Linked DNA regions of Arabidopsis thaliana: region 1 is linked to region 2. Evidence: chromatin contacts called from public targeted proximity ligation data. All regions are on one chromosome and are shown on one strand. The core of a region is the stretch at or near the end of the contact, and the rest is flanking DNA. Distances in the headings are between cores, read along the strand shown. Region 1 holds the start of AT3G59540 (Ribosomal L38e protein family). Region 2 holds the start of GUN4 (protein GENOMES UNCOUPLED 4).

What was found.
Region 1: a targeted proximity ligation map of shoot shows a contact between it and region 2, with 12 read pairs. A contact is called at or near these places in 2 of 26 Hi-C or Micro-C datasets (root and vegetative nucleus), 1 of 2 datasets of targeted methods (shoot) and 1 of 3 other capture datasets (shoot).

The regions. Positions count from the first base shown.
Region 1 is chr3:21,993,385-22,000,189 of TAIR10.1, forward strand. It overlaps AT3G59540 (Ribosomal L38e protein family), which reads right to left and starts at 3,456. Exons shown (of 3, transcript NM_115816.6): 1 at 3,356-3,456; 2 at 2,840-3,023; 3 at 2,226-2,535. The coding sequence starts at 3,358. The coding sequence ends at 2,513. SYN3 (Rad21/Rec8-like family protein) reads left to right here and starts at 3,668. Exons shown (of 12, transcript NM_115817.3): 1 at 3,668-4,001; 2 at 4,235-4,493; 3 at 4,579-4,625; 4 at 4,715-4,764; 5 at 4,873-4,907; 6 at 5,023-5,507; 7 at 5,600-5,705; 8 at 5,783-5,919; 9 at 6,018-6,529; 10 at 6,620-6,705; 11 at 6,791-6,805. The coding sequence starts at 3,878. LAP3 (Calcium-dependent phosphotriesterase superfamily protein) reads left to right here. Exons shown (of 5, transcript NM_202733.3): 2 at 282-702; 3 at 789-1,073; 4 at 1,158-1,325; 5 at 1,399-1,924. The coding sequence starts at 326. The coding sequence ends at 1,780.
Region 2 is chr3:21,943,765-21,951,439 of TAIR10.1, forward strand. It overlaps GUN4 (protein GENOMES UNCOUPLED 4), which reads right to left and starts at 6,032. Exons shown (of 1, transcript NM_115802.4): 1 at 4,737-6,032. The coding sequence starts at 5,914. The coding sequence ends at 5,117. GCN2 (protein kinase family protein) reads left to right here and starts at 5,087. Exons shown (of 29, transcript NM_001339969.1): 1 at 5,087-6,060; 2 at 6,459-6,935; 3 at 7,283-7,357; 4 at 7,464-7,523; 5 at 7,606-7,675. The coding sequence starts at 6,811. FTA (farnesyltransferase A) reads left to right here and starts at 406. Exons shown (of 5, transcript NM_115800.6): 1 at 406-669; 2 at 806-915; 3 at 1,186-1,306; 4 at 1,392-1,487; 5 at 1,589-2,243. The coding sequence starts at 445. The coding sequence ends at 2,017. AT3G59390 (glycosyltransferase family protein) reads left to right here and starts at 2,322. Exons shown (of 12, transcript NM_115801.4): 1 at 2,322-2,481; 2 at 2,567-2,643; 3 at 2,748-2,823; 4 at 2,932-3,004; 5 at 3,097-3,148; 6 at 3,240-3,301; 7 at 3,519-3,582; 8 at 3,670-3,727; 9 at 3,820-3,906; 10 at 4,059-4,152; 11 at 4,310-4,408; 12 at 4,578-4,608. The coding sequence starts at 2,396. The coding sequence ends at 4,402.

The DNA of each region.
Region 1 (6,805 bases), core at 2,206-4,705, 47 kb after region 2:
TATTCCAAAAAGAGAAGGTAAGAGAAGGGTAGAACAATCACCGATTCACAGTTTCAAGTTTTTATTTATGAGCAGTTTTGGTTAGATGATTATTTTGAAGCTCTATCTCAAATAGAGTCATGAGAATTGTATTTGGTATCAGAGTAGTCTAACTTAGATCAACTTTTGACTAGTTGTTTGTTTCCATTGAACCTACTTTCAACCCAATTTTATTCACAAGATCTGCATTTCTCTGCACCCACAATGTTTTACATTGCTTATATAATTTGTACATTGATCAGGTGAATCTGATCTTACTTTCTGGTCCACCTCTAAGCACTTTTAAATGGAGAAGAAAGGCCAGCATGGTACATATGAATCAATGATGACTCATCATCCGATCCTCTGTATCATTGCTTTATCTGTACTTTTCATAGCAATCGACCCCTTTCACATGAGTCCAATCGGGGGTCGTGAGTTCAAACCCGTGAAGCATGAGGTTGCTCCATATAAGGAAGTCATGGGAAGCTGGCCTAGAGACAACCTTAGTCGACTGGGTAATCATGGGAAACTGGAGTTCGTGGACCAAGTCTTTGGTCCAGAGTCATTAGAGTTTGATAGTTTAGGTCGTGGTCCATACACAGGGTTGGCTGATGGAAGAGTGGTTAGATGGATGGGTGAAGCAATCGGATGGGAGACATTTTCGGTGGTAACATCAAAATGGTAAGAGATTACATATTCATCACTTCTTTTTTGTGCAGAGAGTTTTGTTTCAGTTTTTCTTATTGATGTGTGTTCATGAGAATTAGGTCAGAGGAAGCTTGTGTGAGAGGTGTGGATTCAACAACAAACAAGCAATGGAAGCACGAGAAGCTGTGTGGGAGGCCTCTTGGACTGAGATTTCATAAAGAGACAGGAAATTTGTATATTGCAGACGCTTACTATGGTCTACTTGTGGTTGGTCCTGAAGGAGGGATTGCTACGCCTTTAGCTACTCATGTGGAAGGAAAGCCTATACTCTTTGCCAATGACCTTGACATCCATAGAAATGGCTCCATCTTCTTCACTGACACCAGCAAAAGATATGACAGAGCGTAAGACAACTCTCTTATTCTTGCTTTGTATGTCAATTCCTACCGTAAATTGTATGATATAGAAATTATACTTGTATTTTGTAGGAATCATTTCTTTATATTACTGGAAGGAGAATCAACAGGAAGGCTTCTAAGATATGACCCACCTACCAAAACAACACACATTGTGCTGGAGGGTTTGGCTTTTCCCAATGGAATTCAACTCTCTAAAGACCAATCTTTCCTCCTCTTCACCGAAACAACCAATTGCAGGTATGACCCTCAACTTTGTGTTTATATAGCTGTATCTATCATTCATTTCTCTTCATCATTATGTGTATGACAGATTGGTGAAGTACTGGCTGGAGGGTCCAAAGATGGGTGAAGTCGAGGTGGTGGCAGATCTCCCGGGATTCCCAGACAATGTAAGAATAAATGAAGAGGGTCAGTTTTGGGTTGCAATTGATTGTTGCAGAACACCGGCACAAGAGGTTCTTACAAACAACCCTTGGATAAGAAGCATCTACTTTCGGTTGCCAATACCGATGAAGCTGCTTGCGAAAACGATGGGGATGAGAATGTACACTGTGATATCGAGATTCGACGAGGAAGGTAAAGTCCTGGAGGTGCTCGAGGATAGACAAGGGAAGGTAATGAAGCTTTGGATTGGAACAGTGGCTCATAACCACATTGCCACTCTACCTTATCCTTTGACAATGAATCAATGAAGGACTTTGTTGTGTAGTTCCTGAACTAAATCATCTCTCTGTAACTTAATTATCTTCGTTTTGATTCAAGTTCCTTTGGACCGGTTTGTCTTTTGTTGATATTATGTGTGACCTTAGATTCCTCATGAAATTCTCTTTCTTTCTTTCTTGAGTCTCTTTTTTTTTTTGTTTGGTTCACGTCCTATGGAAGGCTTCATAACTTGAGCCATCGCCCAGTCTTCTTCGACTCCCGCGAAATAGAAAACAAGAGTATGCAATGAAGAATTGCCTTGGAAAACAAGAGTATGCAATAGAGAAAGTCTCGAAAGTGTTGGAAGGTTGAAGATAAAGAGAATACAGAGAGGTAACGGAAAAATAACGACTGCTTTTTCTCCAAAATGATGACGTTACAATCATCTCCATTACGACGTTTTACTCTTTTTTCAGTAACTTTTTCTGTAGTTTGTTTGGCATCACATAGCAATGAACATTTTATGAAATCTGTGGTGTCTGCTTTCTTCTCAAAGCACAACTATCCAAAACTCCAAACTGTTGGGGCCATATATATTACTAACCAAGTTGATAGCAAAAAAAAATACAAATCCAACTCATAATTTAGTCTTGAAGTTATAAGAAAGAAACTCAACGGAAGTCTGAATCATAGTCATTCAAAAGACAGCAGAAAGGGAAAAAACAAAATCATCTAAGACAAGGGTATATAAAACCATGATAGATCCTGATTTCATAAGATCTTCAAAGGTCTTGCACACTCAAACCTGAAATAAACAATTGGCAAATTCAACTTAGATAGAGATAGACGCATGCGTTCATGGACCAACCAAAAATAACTTGTGACCTAAACATGCCAATTAAAAGTGTCTGAATTAAAGTAGATTAACCACAAGACTATTCGAATTCAAAAACCAAAATCCAACAATATTATGACACTAGAACTTTCAAGTGATGAATTACTCAAAGCTAGGAACATCTATCCAATCTAACAAATGTTATGAGATAAGAGGTTTCAAGTGTGTAATGTTTGGGCTGAGTCACAGAGAGAGAGAGAGAGAGATAGTGAACCTGGAGGAAGAGACTGCTTCAACTTATCGGCCTTCTCTTGGTCGAAGACACATAGTGTGTAGAGGTACCTTGAGCACCTGACCTTGAACTTCACAATGTCCTTGCTTCTCTTGATCTTCACAGACCTTGCATCCTTCCTTCTCGCCGTCAAAAGGAAGTCCTTGATCTCATGGATTTGCTTCGGCTGCAGATTATCCAAACCAACATCCATTTTCAATCAATACAAAACAAAACAGAACACACAACAAGACTTCGACCCAAATGTTACTGCATGATGAACACTTCATACATTTCAAGATGAAACTTAAACCAATGGGTCAATTACGAGGAAGACTCTAATCTACTAGATTATCAGTAACCAAACAAGAAACCCACAATAAGAGATTGATTACTTTCAGCTCAATCATGCAAACTTTACTAAAATCCTAGTCGTGAGAACAGATAATCAAACAAATAATATTTAGCTTCAATAATCCTCCTGAGAATAATAAAACTGAGAGGCGAAGAAAACTTTACCATTGTCGGATCTGATTTAGTGGCTGCAACTTTCTTCCACTCAAGAGAACAAACAGCAAAAGCAAGAACCCAGCGTCTGAAAGAAATAGAGAAACCTAAATATGAAGAAAACCCTAGACTCTCATATACGCGAATTTCCAAATGTACCCCTTAGGCCCATTAATCCGAAAAGTTGGCCATTGGGTTTAGTGGCCCAAGTTGTTTTGTTTGGCAAATTTCAAAAAACTCGGATCCAATAAGAAAAGGGTATTTAAGTCATTGCGTCTATTTGCCTATGATTTCAACATTAGCGCCACAAAATGTTTTTTCCCGCTCCACTAAAAAAACACTTCTTCCTCTCTCCAAAAGCACACAAAACCCTACCGCTTCGTCTCTCTCTCTTTCGCTCTGCAGTTTCCTATTCAAAATTGATTGGTTTCTCTAAATAATGTAACACCTTCGATTCGATAATCCTTCTCTCTCAAATCAACTTCAGTATCTCCATCTCTGCTTCTTTAGGGCTCCTTGTTCGAAGGAATTAAAATGTTTTATTCACATACGCTTTTGGCTCGAAAGGGTCCATTGGGGACGGTGTGGTGCGCCGCTCATGTGCACCAACGCCTCAAGAAGTCTCAGTACACCTCCATCAACATCCCCGACACTGTTGGTTCGTCTTTCCTATCTTCAATTTTCGCTTTTTGATCCAAAGTTCGCTTCTTTTTTTTTTGAATCCCCTTTGATTGTATCCAATTCGAAATTTCAAAAAGGCAATACGAATTTTTACATGGGCATTCATCAAATTCCGATTTTGTTTTTTATATATAACCCATTGTAGTAATTGAAATTCTCTGCTTTAATAAAGTTTCTGACTTTTCGAGAATTTTGCAATTGGCTTTGCAGATAATATAATGTTTCCTGAAGTACCATTGGCATTGAGAACGTCAAGTCACCTTCTAGTTGGGGTAGTGCGAATATATTCAAAGAAAGTGGATTATCTTTACAATGACTGGAATCTCCTTAATACTTGGGTAGCTAAGGCTTTCGTTTCTACTCAAGTTAACTTGCCTGAGGATGCCAGACAGGCCCCGCCTGAGTCTGTTACTTTGCCTCAAGCACTAAATCTGGACGAGTTCGACTTGGAAGATGACACTCTCGACATGTATTCTTCTTTCTTGCTTTTATTTGAGTTTTTATCTGTTCTAAAGCCTGACTCATCTTTAACATTCTTTTCTTGTGAATTCTAGGGAATTCGATAATCATACTCGGAGTGAGGAAGATATCACTCTCACAGGTACCTTTTGTCTGTGTTTTTTTTCCTTGGTTCTAGATGCAGCATACCATGATTTTGAGGTGTTTATGATGTTGATGCTTATTTTTCAGATCAAATTCCTACTGGCATTGATCCTTATGTTGCTGTAACATTCGACGAGGTGAGATTACTGCTTGCTTCTTATGACTTTGAAGTTGATTCTGACTTCTTGTTTCCCATGTCTCCGAGCACTTGTTATTGAATGAAAGTTTGTATGCCTTTCTTACAGGACATCATCTCAGAATCTATCCCGATGGATGTCGAGTGAGGCTCTTCATAGAGTTTTGATTTCCTTTACTACACCTTGCTCTTAATCTTCCTTATCTGTTTAGTTGATCTTCTTTAATAATGTTGTTACATATTTTTTTGCTTTGAGCAGCCAATCAACAGAACCTGTGAGTAGGCATACCGGAGAAATTGATGTTGAAACGGCTCATGAGACAGGACCAGACAATGAGCCAAGAGACTCCAATATTGCTTTCGATACTGGAACCTATAGTCCTCGTAACGTCACAGAGGAATTCACTGAAGTCCAGGATCCTAGACAAAGTAACTTGACAGAAGAGCGCATTCCCAATTCCGAGAGAAACGATGCCACTTCTCCTGGAACTGTTCCCGAGATTGAGAGAATGCGTGACGCTGCACATGATCTAAGCCCCACGTCCCATCCATCATTTGCTGCACAACAACAGGATGTCAGAGTTGAACGCACTGAGTCATTGGATGAAACTTTGAATGAGAAGGAACCCACTATCCCTAGTATTGATGAAGAAATGTTAAATTCTGGAAGGCATTCTGCGTTTGAGCTTCGCTCAGGATCTCCAGGTTCTGCTGCTGGTTCTGAGGAAGAACGTGCAGATTTTGGTGAGCTAGCAACATAGTCTGATAATTTGAAGCTTAACCACTACATTCTCTCTCTTATTATCTATTTAAAACACTTTTTTCTTTATGTTAAGTGCATCCATCACCTCAACTGGTGCTTCAGCCATCTCCTCCTCCCCAACCACAAAGAAGGGCAAGGAAGAGGAAGAACTTTGATGGTGTCACAGTATTAACCAACAAGTAATAACTTTTCCGTTGCTTCATGTGGCTTTGATTATTTCATTAGCTGTTCCGTACTGATCAAATAGTTTGAACAGGAACATAAGTGAAAGGCTTAAGGATCCTAGTGATACTCTACGTAAGAGAAAGAAGATGCCTTCATCCAAATTAAAGTTTTGGAGAATGAATAACCAGTCAAGGAAGGATCAAAATTTCAATGAGCCCTTGTTTACTGGTAACTTTCTTTGATTATTATTTTATTTTCGACAGTTTTGCCTTCTTTTTCCCTTTGTTTTTGAAGAAAGATTATTGCCTGTATGTGTCAACCTGCAGGCTTCTCAGATGATTTACGCAATGTCTTTGAAAAGGACTATGTAGCTTCAAAGCCACATCTTGCTGTTTCTGATGAAACTTTACCAGAACCTGCATCTGTATCTCCTACTCGAGAAGCTGAAGTAGAAATTAATCCGGTCTCTCCAATTCCAGATTCTACTAATCCAGACAGTACAGTTCAGCTATCTCCAGCGCAGCAAACTGAAGATGTCCTAGACTCTGCAGGTCCTCGACCCGCGCATGCAGAGTCTGTAGCAACAGAAGCACAATCTCCTCGGACATTTGATAACGATGACATGGGAATAGAACATTTAAGGGATGGTGGTTTCCCGGTGTACATGCCGTCACCACCTCCAAGATCTTCACCTTTTAGAACCGATGACTTCACCACTCAGTCTGGAAATTGGGAGACAGAATCTTATAGAACAGAGCCTTCAACTTCCACAGTTCCAGAGGACTTGCCTGGCCAAAGAAATTTGGGGCTTTCACCTGTTTCTGAAAGGACTGACGAGGTTTGTTCTCGCATGTTCGCGTGTTTTGTTTTTACCATTCTTGGTGCGTTGCTAACCTTGATAGCAATACCATTTGCATGTGCCATACAGGAACTTTATTTCCTGGAGGTAGGTGGCAATTCCCCAGTAGGAACACCAGCTAGTCAAGATTCTGCTGCTTTGACAGGGAGAGCAAGGTATATATATTCCTAAAACCATGTGGATTTCATTTAAGAGCCTACTGTTTCTCTACTAACCTGTAACATTCATTGAACATTGCAGAGCCTTGGCTCAGTA
Region 2 (7,675 bases), core at 4,782-7,281:
GTATATTTAAAAACTTTATAAGGATTTTAATAAGTTTTAAAATGGTTTACAAGAGTTTTTAACAATTTTACAAAGCTTTAAAAAACTTTACTAGGATTTTCTAAGAATTTTTAAAGGATTTACAATGGTTTTTTAAGGGTTCTAAACAAAATTAGAAAGACTTTAAATGCAATTTTTTGGCGGGAAAAAACAGAGAAAATAAAATTTTGGCACTTAAAATTTAGGTGGGTAAGTTTTGGTTTCTAACTACATGTTCTCATTAGATTTGATGATGATTAATTTAGTCATTTTGGTTAAGAAAGTGGTTATTTTTAAAAATGGGCCAAAAAAGGATATCATAGTAGAATTGTGGTTTGGGCTTAAAAGCCCATTACCCCTCCCCTAATTAGTTTTCAACTTTTCATGGAGTCTTCGGTTTTCGACTTTGGATCGGAGTCGGGGAACATGAATTTCGACGAGACCGTGCCACTGAGCCAACGATTGGAGTGGTCAGACGTGGTCCCATTGACTCAGGACGATGGTCCGAATCCAGTGGTGCCAATTGCCTACAAGGAAGAGTTCCGCGAGACTATGGATTACTTCCGTGCGATTTACTTTTCCGACGAGCGATCTCCTCGCGCACTACGACTCACGGAAGAAACCCTCCTCTTAAACTCCGGCAACTACACAGTAATCAATCTTATAATTCATATAATCAACAACTATCTGAACTCTTATGGTTTTGAAATTTGATGGATTTTAGTCTTTTATTGGTCCTTGTTGCTTCAATTTTTAGTCTTACCGATATTTTTGTTTACCTTTGAAGGTGTGGCATTTCAGGCGCCTAGTACTCGAGGCCCTTAATCACGACTTGTTTGAAGAACTCGAGTTCATCGAACGCATTGCTGAGGATAACTCTAAGAACTACCAACTGTGGTAAAGTTCATACCTTTTCACACCTTGTTTGATCTATGTGCTTTTGATCATGAAAGTCTATGAGTGAGTTATACTTTTGAAAATTGTCTGATGAATAATTTTGAATCAATAAATGTATATTCTACTTCTCCATAGATGAAAGTTTGTTCTTGTACACATTGTTAAGTTCATAGTGTCTCATATCTGCTGATTATACAACGTTAAAACCCTTGGTTGTTTGTTTTGAGTTTGATGGTCCATGCTTCTGCTCTATGTTTTCCTTTTCTCTAGGCATCATCGGCGATGGGTTGCAGAGAAACTGGGTCCTGATGTTGCAGGGAGAGAACTTGAATTTACCCGTAGAGTACTTTCACTTGATGCCAAACATTATCATGCTTGGTCACATAGGCAGGTTTGCGATCTCAAACCTTGTTAAAGCATTCACTTGGGGTATCATTGCATATCTTTTTGTTTGATAATATGGAAACAATCTGCAGTGGACACTACGGGCATTAGGAGGATGGGAAGATGAGCTCGATTACTGTCACGAGCTCCTTGAAGCTGACGTCTTTAACAATTCCGCCTGGAATCAGGTAACTTGATCGTTGATACACATACGAAATTCTGTATCTCTAATCTATCAATTGCCGATTCTGTCACCTATTTGTATAATCTCATTCCCTTAATCTGACAGAGGTATTATGTCATCACCCAATCTCCTTTGTTGGGAGGCCTAGAAGCCATGAGAGAATCTGAAGTAAGCTACACAATCAAAGCCATTTTAACCAATCCTGCAAACGAGAGCTCATGGCGATACCTAAAAGCTCTTTACAAAGACGACAAAGAATCCTGGATTAGTGATCCAAGTGTTTCCTCAGTCTGTTTGAATGTTCTATCCCGCACAGATTGCTTCCATGGATTCGCTCTGAGCACCCTTTTGGATCTTCTATGTGATGGACTGAGACCAACCAACGAGCATAAAGACTCAGTGAGAGCTCTAGCTAATGAAGAACCAGAGACTAACTTGGCCAATTTGGTGTGTACTATTCTTGGTCGTGTAGATCCTGTAAGAGCTAACTATTGGGCATGGAGGAAGAGCAAGATTACAGTGGCAGCAATTTGAATATGTGACGCCCCAAAATCACACTTGAAAAAGACTTGATTATTAGTTTTTACGTATGTACTGCTTATTTATGAATCACATGTTCATGTTAACATGTATCAAAACAATCTTGATTTCTCAGTTTCCTTCGCCTTGTGATATTCAGAGAAGCTTTCTCAAGAATGATTTTGCATCACACACTTTGACTAAACGCATTGCTCTCTCGATAACCGGAAGATCAAAACCGAAACCGGGTTTTGGTTTGGCTCGCGGATTTCCCCAATTCAATTTTAACGACAAAACTATACTAATTCATAAGATTAAAAAAAAAGTTTCTGAAGTGGTCGAAGTCGGAAGCGTGATTTGGTCGAAAGATTGGTTCTTTCTCCGACAAGAATTATGTCCAAATCTGGGTTTAGTCTGCTGTTCCTCGTTCTTCTACTTATCATGGGTTTCTTATTTCCGTTGAGAGTTTCTGCAATTAGGTGATTAATTTTGGGTAACAACCATTGCTTCTATGAATTGTCCCGCTTAGTTTCATTTCCTTGAGATTTTCGAATGAATTTGCAGGAAGGATATCGGATTTTTGGAAGAGCGGAGTTGCAGAACAACTGTCCAAGGAAGATACTTGATCTCCGATGATGAAGGTTAGCGATTTCCACTCTTGGAAAGATTCACCTTTTTGAACATTTTGAATCTCTTTCGACTTAGATTTGGTGATCCATGAATGGTTTGTTGTTGCAACTTGCAGGCAATGTGTGTGATGCTTTGTCATTGGAATCTCGAACTCGTTGTTGTCCATGGAAAGGAGAAAGATTCTCTTGTCAGTGAGTCAATTTTTAAGACGATCATAGCCTTTGATCACGGACTTATAGGTTTCATTAAAACTGATGTGTTCTTAATCAGACTTCTTTGTTTTGTGGTTTCGCTTGAAGTGGATGCAACATACTTTCACAATGCTGCAACTCTTATGAATTTTGCGTTTCTTGCTGCTTGAATCCGTCTCAGGTATTCAATGGAATCTTTGATTTTTTTTCCAGATTTTTCTCTGTTCTCGCTTCATCTTTTTTTTTTTGCTTATGAGCACTTATCTTCTGCAGACGCTTCTTGAGAAGGTGGTTAAGGTCAAAGTTGCAAAGCCGGCTACATCAGGTAACTTGTCGTTTTACAGCAGCTTCGATTCTTAAACCACCGCATAAAAGTGTTTGCATTTGCAAGATGGCCAATTTTTCCTCTTTGGCAGGGACTTACAAGAGTGTATTTGATTTTTGTGCCGGGAGATGCCGGCATAACTCTGAGAGTGTGGTAAGCGATATACTGTTATTGTTTCACCTAAAAAGGCTTTGATTGTTCTTTTCCTGGCATGTTTCTTGAGGTTATGTCATGAATTGGATCAATGTAGTGTGGAAGTTAAGGTTTTATCTGAAAATGATGGAATGCTCTTGAAAGTCTAATGAAACTGGATAATCAATACGGATAGCTCTAAACAGTGAGATGTATATTTTGTTTCCTTAACGTCCAGGTTCACGAAAATGCTTACCACAGCGAGTTTCACCATTGTTTTTCTCTGACATCAAATGCTTCAGGTTAACCTCAATAGCTTACTTTTTTTCTTTTGCATATCGTTTAAATGTCGAAATACCCTATCACATGCATCAAATAATTGAAAACAGGTGCTAATCTTACACAAGTTGAAACAAGACTTCTTGGTATTGACGTTATTGTCGGAAGGTAACACCCTTCACTGCTCTAGAGGTTTGAATTGTATATGCTCTTGTGGAGACCATACTCTTAGACTCTTCTCTATTGGATTGGTTTCACAGTCAAGGAGATTCATGCGATGCAGTTTGCAAATCACGTGGACAATTGTGTGTGATGAATAAACTCTCACTTCTAAACCAGTGTGACGTGTAAGTCTCTTCTTAAGCAACTATTTTACCAGAGTCAATCTTTTAAGCCAACTATCAAGTCATGTTTCAGAGATTTCTATATAGAATAGATTAAAAACTGGCAATTTTGTTGGTGTTCACATAGTTCTTTCTCTTCTTCTTTGTTTGCTTAGTATGAAAAGATACATGAACTGCAAAGGGTCGTGTTTAGCAAGTGCCGGGGCTGACCAACCTGCTGAAGTTGTCGAAGATGCGCCGAGAGATTTGGTATTTCATCTTTTTTTTTTTCTCTTTTATGCGCCCTTTAAGTTCCTGAATCCTCAGTGAAATAATTTATTTACATTGCTTCTCCTGACTCAATTTTTGAATCTTGTTCATAAACTGAGTGATTCCATATGTGTGTGTTTATTTTCTTGGTCTGCAGTATCCAGGCGCGTGTTTGTATACCCGGACACAATCATTGCTTTCCTGTGACGGTTCACACCAACACACCCGACGACTCTGCCCATGTGCCTAGAAGCTAGTCAGTATTAAGACTTATGCCATACTTTTTTCCTCCTTATTGTAGCAGTTTTAGAATGCTCTGATCATGTAATTTTCTCATGGTGAAAGAACACATTGTTGACATATACATGCACGGTTCAATATATTATAGTTTAACTACTAAAACGTTTATTCATTGAATACCACAGAATGAGAGAAAAAGCATCTGTCCACATCGTGTAACGTGTATGGCCTACACTGAGAATTAACTACAAGGCTACAGAGGCAGCAACGTATTCATTAGATCTTTGTCACACATTGCTCATTATATGAGGTGCAGCTTTCTTGAACAGAGCCAAAATCCCAACTTTGTATTTATCCTTAATCTCTCTTTCACCAAATCACCTAAGAGGACAGCAACAACAACACAAGAGAAGGCCTTAAGAACCAGCTGGTGGAGTTCGAATTGTTGTTTCAGATTTGATCTGTCCAAGAGTAACTACATTAGTTTCATGTTCTTAAGATCTGCAGAACTTATGAATTTCACATTGATCAACCAAGAAAGAGTCATGTTTTTTTTTATTCATTAACTAATGATCTGGCTTTGTTCATACATCCATAATCACAATGGAACTGACATTGAAGAGAAATCCGATTTAATTAATGATATGATTACAGAGATTTGTTTATACTTTCACAATATCAGAAAATCAATATTAAAAAAAAAAAAAAAAGAAGGAGAAAGACATCAGAAGCTGTAATTTGTTTTAAACACTCTTTTGTCTGCTCCTACTCCTGCCTGTTCCTTAGCCACCGCAACACCTCTGTTAAGCTCGTCTTCTGTTTCTCCACTGTTATCATCAGCTGTCGCAAACGCAGGATGGCTTAAAACGCATTTCAGAAGCTGCGTTCCTCTCAAGGCGTTTGTGAGCGGTAAGTGTCCTAAAGGCGTTTCATCGTTAAGCTCCCACTTGAATTCGTCAGGAAACGCTCTGTAATTGTATTGAACAACCTCTGTGTCAAGAAGCTTCATCCACTCAACTTTAACGAAGAATCTTGTGAAATCTTTCTTCACTTTTAACCAGATTTTGCGTTGCACGCTGTATCCGAATCTACCATCACTGTGTTTAATCCATAGATTGTCGATAGCTTGAAGATCTTCGGGGGAGATTGTTTTCACCTCGGAGAAGAAAACGTAGCCACGTTTCACGGCGGCTTCTCCGGATATCTGAATGAGTAATCTCCGTGTCTCCTCGTCGGCTTGTCTGAAGTTTTGATTGACGAGATGGTTCTCCAGAACGTCGAATATGGTCGCGGTTTCGGCAGTTGTGGCGGAGGCGTTTGTGGTTGAAACGGCAGATACGGCGGTGGTGGAGGAGGAGGTGGAAGAAGCAGAGCAGATTAGTGAGAATGTTGCGGCGGAAGTGGGTTGTTTGAGGGAAAGAGAAGTTGGTCCGAAGTGAGATTGGCAATGGAGATTGTTGCGGTGGTGTGTGTAAGAAGGAGAGGAGTGGTGGTGGTGGTGGAGAGAGTTTGTGGTCGCCATTGATGGAGAGGAAGAGAGAGAAGAGTCACGTCAGGGGAAGATAGAGAGTGAAGTTGGAGAGGTTAAAGAAGAAGAGAAAGATAAGGTGTGTGGAAAATCAGGAACTACTAAGCGGGGTCGATTCTGATTGGTCACTTATGGCTCAGGTTTGATTTTCTCTTTTTCTCTATACTTTCATTTTGCATTTTAATTTGGAAAAAATAAGATTTTTAGGGATTCATTTCTTTTTTTTCACACTAATTTCTAAGAATATTAATGTACATACTATATTGTTTTTGATATCAAATTTCATGTCTACGTCATTTCTCTCGTTATCGTTATTGTTTGAAAGTAGATATTAAGGTTTTTAAAAACATATTTTTGTTGTTTTAAAAGAAATCAATATCGGTCAAAACACTGTTATAAAGCTATTTTTCGACGTCACATTTTTGTAACATCACAGATTGACCTATCTATAATGGGCCTTTAAACTCATTGGCGTATAAATAGGCCCATTATCATTTGATACAAATACGACGGCGTTTTGAATGTTTGTGCTGGACAGGATCAACATAGAACTCTGATGGCGCCATCTTTGAAGAAGAGCCGTCGATGATTTTTTCGTCATTGAGACTTATATAAAACAATCACTGAGAGCGATTTTTCAAAATTCTTTACGCCGGGATCAAGTAGAGAAAAGTAATCGAAGGTTTTGTTAGTGCTGGCAGTCACCGTCGCCATTTTTTGAAATTCTTAGATCGAAACTGTTTGGCGGGAGTTGTGAGAAACGGTGGCGATTGACGAAGAACTTGTTATAAGGAGTTGGGTTTTGGTAGATTGTGGTGATTCTTCGATCGGAGGATAAGGTGTTTGATTGAAAGAGCAGATTGATTAAGGCGTGTTTTGGGGCTGAGGAAATGGGTCGCAGCAGTTCGAAGAAAAAGAAGAAACGAGGAGGTAGCGGAAGAAGGGGTCAGCTGAAAGACCATGGATCTAATGCTGATGAAGATAATGAACTTCTATCTGAGGAGATCACTGCTCTGTAAGTTTGAACTTTTAATTTCTGTGAATTTTGTGAAACGAGTTATTTAGGCAATGTGAGATTTAGGGTTTTTGATGATTTGTGGTTAATTTTTGATTTGGAGGGGCATGATAGAAGTTGCTATGACCTTTAAAGTTGTGCTGTGATTAGAAATTGTGTAAATGTTGGGATTATGGGATTTGATCGTTCAGATGTTACAGGGAAAAACAATAGCAATTATTTGTAAATGTTGTTAAAGACGAGCAGTTTTAATTAACACCACAACGAAATCAGGAAAAGAATGAGTCTCTATATGAATTCTAATAGTAAGAACTAAGAAGTATCGGTTTTTGTTTTCATGTTATCAGCTCTGCAATATTTCAAGAGGACTGCAAAGTTGTTTCTGATTCGCGTTCGCCTCCGCAAATAGCAATCAAGCTCAGGTTTTCTTCTGATCAACATGTTTGCATTCAAGTTTAGCTGTTGTGATTTTTCTTTTTTGTGCATGTAAATGCGTCTGATTCACCAAGGTCCTTGTAATTCGAGTAGGCCGTACTCAAAGGACATGGGATATGAAGACACCGACATATCTGCTATGCTTATAGTTAGGTGAGTATCTTCTTTCCGAAATTATGAAATAATTAACATGTTCATCTTTTTATTACTTCTTCTAACTAGTTTGTCCTTTTAGGTGCTTACCAGGATATCCTTACAAGTGCCCCAAGCTTCAGATTACTCCAGAACAAGGGTTGACAACAGCT